Regions from separate parts of the Mus musculus genome. Here region 2 is linked to region 1. The links are chromatin contacts, called in public promoter capture Hi-C maps. All regions are on one chromosome and are shown on one strand. Each heading gives the region's core, a stretch centred on a gene start, on an enhancer-like site or on the middle of the called end of the contact. The rest is flanking DNA. Distances are from core to core; before and after follow the strand shown.

The links. Promoter capture Hi-C pulls out the DNA fragments that hold promoters and counts their contacts.
Region 2: a contact with region 1 is called in a promoter capture Hi-C map of hippocampal neurons, with 7 times the contacts expected there. The contact joins the promoter of Ano5 here to the promoter of Slc6a5 in region 1. A contact is called at or near these places in 4 of 39 promoter capture datasets (embryonic stem cells, frontonasal cranial neural crest, hippocampal neurons and 1 more), 2 of 115 datasets of contacts at active chromatin or transcription factors (astrocytes and stem cell-derived neural progenitor cells) and 1 of 9 other capture datasets (embryonic stem cells).

The regions. Positions count from the first base shown.
Region 1 is chr7:49,908,866-49,911,565 of GRCm38.p6, forward strand. It overlaps Slc6a5 (solute carrier family 6 (neurotransmitter transporter, glycine), member 5), which reads left to right and starts at 1,434. Exons shown (of 16, transcript NM_001146013.1): 1 at 1,434-1,516. The coding sequence starts at 1,514.
Region 2 is chr7:51,509,618-51,512,317 of GRCm38.p6, forward strand. It overlaps Ano5 (anoctamin 5), which reads left to right and starts at 1,412. Exons shown (of 22, transcript NM_177694.6): 1 at 1,412-1,633. The coding sequence starts at 1,618. Gm33190 (a long non-coding RNA gene) reads right to left here and starts at 1,369. Exons shown (of 5, transcript XR_001778128.2): 1 at 1,300-1,369; 2 at 237-405.

The sequences.
Region 1 (2,700 bases), core at 184-2,683:
AGGACAAGGCTCCTCTGGCTGCCTACTCGCCCCCATCCCCCGCTGCCATCCCCAATCCCAAATAGTGCAGACCCAGAATCCAGGTGGCTATCCTGGGAGAGCCAGGCTCACAGAGGCATCTACCACTCTTGGAGTCTTGGAAGGGTGAGGGAGGAGACCCGAGTGGAGCAGCAATGCCCCCGGCATCCACCGCAATCTGCCACCGCAGCCTGCGCCCTCGGCCGCTGCCGCGGCTTTGTCCTGGCTCCGCAGGGAGACAGCCCAGTCGAGTGCGACGGCACGGACCCGGAGGCGGTGGGCCCCGTTGCGCGCTCAGCGCTTTCCAAGCTTCCCGTTCCAGAGGCCACGGTTCCCTAGCTAGGCTGTCAAGACAAGAGAGAGGGGAGGCATATTGCTGCAAATCCCCTTCTAGTTTTCAAATGACACCTTTGCAAAGGGCTTTTCCCTTTTGTGATCGTGGTTGCTGCCTTGTACCTCGGGTAAAGTTCATAGTCCACCTGGCCACTTCAGACCTGGGCGGGAGCCCGCAGTCTCTTCTTAGGGTTTCCCAGAGAGCCAGCCCTGCCCTGGGTTGCGGGGTGGGGGTGGGGGTGGGGATCCTCGTTTCAGGTAAAACTGCATTCTCCAATCAGGCCTTATTTTAAAAGGATTTTTGTTTGGAGGACCACGGAGAAAGGGTGGGTTTTACATGGCTGGAGGACTAAGTCAGTATTTAAAAATAAATAAATAAATAAATAAATAAATCCAGAAGAGCCTAAAACGTACAACGAGAAACAGGATTAGCAGAGACAAACAGGGATGAGAAAAGTGCATTTAATAGTTTAAACGAAAACTCGGGGTCTTTCCTTAGATTGACTTTCTGGAAAGGCTGGGATGTAGGGATCTGAACACCACACACTGACCAGCCAGGTGCGCCCTGACCAAATACAGGGCTCTACCCTGGAACAGGCATAGAAGATCTGGCTGGATACCCGAGACAGGCCTGGCATTCTTTGGGGGGAGGGGATACTTTTGAATCGGACAGAGATTCAGGGAGAGCGCAAGCAAATTTGATGGGAGAGGGAGACTGATTTGACCCCCCCCCCTCCCTCACTTTAATCCAATCTGTTTGGTTGGCGGCTGCGCCTTGCCTTGGAGTCTTGGGCGCAGTGGGACGTGTCTCTCCCATGTTTCCCTTAATTAGGAGGTGGCAAACTTTTCTCGTTCCCTCCCACCGGCTTTGGTTTAGTAATCAGACCCACATGAGTCACGCCAAACACGCAGCCCCCTCCTACCGGAGTGACAACAAGACAGCGTACTCCAGGCTGTTGTCCCTTTAAAATCCGAATCCAAAGGGGTAATGATTTATCAAACGTGTATTATCAGGAAGATGTCAAACGAAGGGCACCTTGCTTCCCACTGACGCAAACCCAGCCTTTCCCGGGGAGATATAGAAAGCGCCTCTTGTTCCAGGGCCAAACCTAGATCAGTAGAGGATTTTACTCTACGGTTCAATCTGTTGTCCGCATCAGACATGGTGAGTGCTTGCTTTTATTCTCTAAAGAAAGGTGGAAGTGGGGATAAGGATGGCTGGCTCGTTTGGGGTATTTCTTTTTGGAAATATCTGCAATAGGTGAGAGGCAGAGAACCATTTTCGAAGGCTCAAGTTCAGGTATTCGTACTTGGGAGCCTTGCCGGAGGGCAGAGGAGGTTTCCCTAGATGGTAAAGCTGCTCTTAAACCCGGTCTTAGGTACTGTCCGTGGTACTGAAAGTCAAGATTCCTTTAACCGCGAGTCGCTCTGGGTCTTAGGGACAACTGAGAACGCAGACTGGAGTCCAGGCATTGGGTTTGGTGCACGTAAACTCGGTTTGTGCGTTTGTGAAGCGGGTTAGAGCAGAGATTTTCGGTTGATGAGAAGGTAGTTTGATTGGTTTTACAGTGAAGTAATTATACTATCTTGGAACTCTGAAAGGTAACACTAGCACGCGGAAGCCGAAGGGAAACCCACTTCTGGCAAGTCTTTAAAATTCAATAGGGAGAAAGCTAATGAAAATTATTGGTGAGTTTTGGTCCTCAGTCAAGAGTTGGGAGGGAAAGAATATTATATTACTGGAAATGGACAGCAAAATAAAAATAAAAAATTGGCAAGATCCGTATACATTGGAGGGGTCTGGAATCAAGTGGAGAGAATGTAAGGGTCAAAGCCAGCTACTATGCGTTTCCCATCTAGTTTATTGTTTTAGTGGTGGGCTGTTTGTTGGTAGTAATATTTTGATTTTAAAAAAAACAAAAAACAAAAAACCTTTAGCCTTGACTTTGCATCTTGGGTGACCAAGGTAGGCTGAATGCTGGAGTTTGAATTTACCCGTGTGGCTTCCAGCCTTGGCCTACCCCAGAGCATGTTTTGTGATCACAGCTTGTCTATGGGGGGAAAAAAAGGCAATGTGCATTGTTGAATGACAAAGGAAATGGGGCGGAAAATTAAAGAATCTTTCTCCACAATGGTGAAGGGGATGTGGTACCCACAGCCTTGATTTGAAATCCACAGAGGGCAGGGAGCTCCTGGCTGTAGGGTTATTTCTATATTGCCCGCCTCTTTCCCCCTGTCAAAACCCACTCATTCTTCGGTCTTAGTTCCTCCTCCACTTGGGAGAAAATATTAGCTTCTTCATGTCCCAGGATTACAGACGTGTCTGGCGAGTGGAGAAACACCGGTTCC
Region 2 (2,700 bases), core at 162-2,661, 1.6 Mb after region 1:
ATCTGTTTGCTGGGGATTCCTCTTCTTTGTTTAAGTTAAGAGGCAGAGTGAGGCTCAAGGTGATGTGGGCTATTTCTAGCATTCTTCCCAGCACACTCATGGAGTGCTCCCCGCAAACCCTAGAAGGTACTATTCTCATCGAGTGTAAAAGATGTTTTCTTACTCATTCACAATTATAGAATATTTCCATTTCCACTATCGCATGCATCATGAGTTCATATGTAACTAGCCCATACCTTTCAACTTTGAAGAAACGGAGACTGACTCGTAATTTTGGCCACGGTGTCTGACCTCTCCACGGTAGACATGCCCCTGACTCTCCATCCAGGAAGTGTCCATTAAAGAACCTCAAGACAAGCCAAGAGTCTTCTGAAACCCTGGAGAAGACCCACGTCACGCTCAGGCCTTAAAGGGAGAGAGATGCCTTAAGGGAAGTGGATTTTATTTTTACCCGACAGAAAATAACCCCCAACTGGGAAAAGGGTTTTGTCTTAGATAGCTTCACTTTGAGTGGAGGGCGAGACAATCCTGGGCAACCAGACTTATTAGTAGGCTGAGGCTGCCTACCAGAGAGGATGTGAGGGAAAGGGTTGGAGATGGTATACTGTGAGTACCTGCCTTGAGTGGGTGGACCGGTTGAAACGGGAAGCTCTAAGCCTGTTAAGTATGGAGCTGTGGAGTCAAGAAGGAAGGGAGCCTGGGGACGCCCAGGAACCCCCCGAAGATGTAGCTGTGGTGAGGCCCCCTGAGGAGGCCCCAAGGAGGGTAGAGGGGCCTGAAGTCTCCCCGGATGTGCACCAGTTAAGTGTCCCAGAAGGGGCAAGAAGGGTGGTGAGACCTAGAGTCTCTAGGTATGTGGAGATTGTGGAAGTTTCTGAGGAGGAACAGGTGGAAAACCCGAGGGAGAGAAGAGAAACGGAGACAATACTGCAAGTTGTGGAGTCTGAAACTGGGGAGGAATCTGGGCTGTCCGGAGAGATCAGTGAGAAGGGCAGAGGGCCAGAAAGGCCCAAGAAGAAACGGAAACTTCGCCAACACAACCTGGAGGAGCACCTGGGCTGGCAGCAGGATCAAGGAAAGGATTCAAGCCAGCTTAGCCAGGACCAGGAGCACCACTTAGAGCCCTACACGGAGGGGACAGAGCAGCACTATCACTCAAGGGCAGTGAAGCGCAAGAGCTTAACTGCCAATCTGCTGGACCGCTCCAAGAGTCAGGCCAAGTACCACCTGGAGAGGAAATCCAGTCAGCGGAACCGCCAGGAGTCTTCGGCTCAGGGCGCCTCGTCCTTGGCTCCTCACCCGTCCAAGGCAACTCGCCAGGTCATGGCGCCTCCCGGGTCTCAGGAATTTCGCTCGTCTCTAGCTCCTCCCTCTTCTCAGGCTCCTGGGCTGTCCCCAGTGTCTCCAGTGCCTCTGGTGCTCCAGATGCCTCTGGAGTCGCAGCAATCGGACAGCTTAAAGAATGAGAGCTCCAGCTGGATTGCGGAGGCGGAGCTGAAAACCAGGAGGCAGACGATCCGCTTCAGCCTCCGCCCCAAGTCATCCCGCCGCCTGTCACAGAGGTCCTTCAATGCCTTCAACGAGCTGGCAAAGCTAGGTGACCCCGACCTGCTGGAGATGGTGGAGCAGGAAGGTAAGGCTGGCGCTGAGCGGGCGCGCGAACCTTCTTCGCATGGGGTTTCTGCGGGGACGTTGGCAGCTGTAGGTTTCTGTCCCGGGAACGTTCTTAGTGTCGTGAGCCCCGCGCTGCGCCATGCCTGCCAGGCAGGTAATGGGAGACATTCTGCGCCCCGCGATGTCCCCTGATGCATCTGTGCTCCAAGGACCTACAACCTGTGACTTCCTAGGATCCGGACATCTGTCTCAGACCCCGAGTAATTGGCCTGGTGTGGGTCCCTGGCTCAGGAATTCTGCTCCTGAAATGTGGCTTTTTCCAAAGATAGCCTGCACAGGTGGCGATCCTCCAGTTAGGGGCTGGCCCTGAGTTCTTCCTGTCAGCTTCTGCCCCCAAGTGTTGGGCTTCATGGATTGGGCCACCATCATGCTGCATATGCATCATGTCTTCCCTTTTAAAAACAGCTTTTTATTGAGACATATCTGCATCCCGTGAAAGTCAGCAGCTAAGTGCAAAATGATTGGATTCTATGTATTTACAAAGTTTTGTGACCATCTCAACAGGGTCATTTTATGTCATCTTCCTCGTGTCAGTTAATCATCCTCTATGTAGCCATTCTCCACTTCTAGGCACAGGCACTTGTACTGCTTGCCTCTGTAGATTTCCTTAGCTCAGATACTCAAGGAAGTAGAGCCAAAAAGTTCGTGCTCTCAGACAAAACTGGCTTCTGTCTTGGCATGTTCTAAACTTCAGTCATGTGCAGCACCATTCCTTGTATTTGACATATAGTATTCCCTTGTGGAGGAAGCCGCACGCATCCATTTGCCAAACGCTGAACATATAACAGATTTCCTGACTTATACTAATACAAACTACACAGCAATAAGCATTCATTTGAAAGTTATTGTTTAAGCATTGGTTTTCACTTTTCTGTCACAGAAGGTCTGTGGAACACATAGTCACTCTGCATTGAATACTTTGGAAAGTGACCTCACTGTGTTCTAAGTGTTGCCCAGTTTTTGATCCCACCAGTGGCTTCTATTTCTTCTTTGAAGGAAAAATATAAAACAAAAATGCATATGATG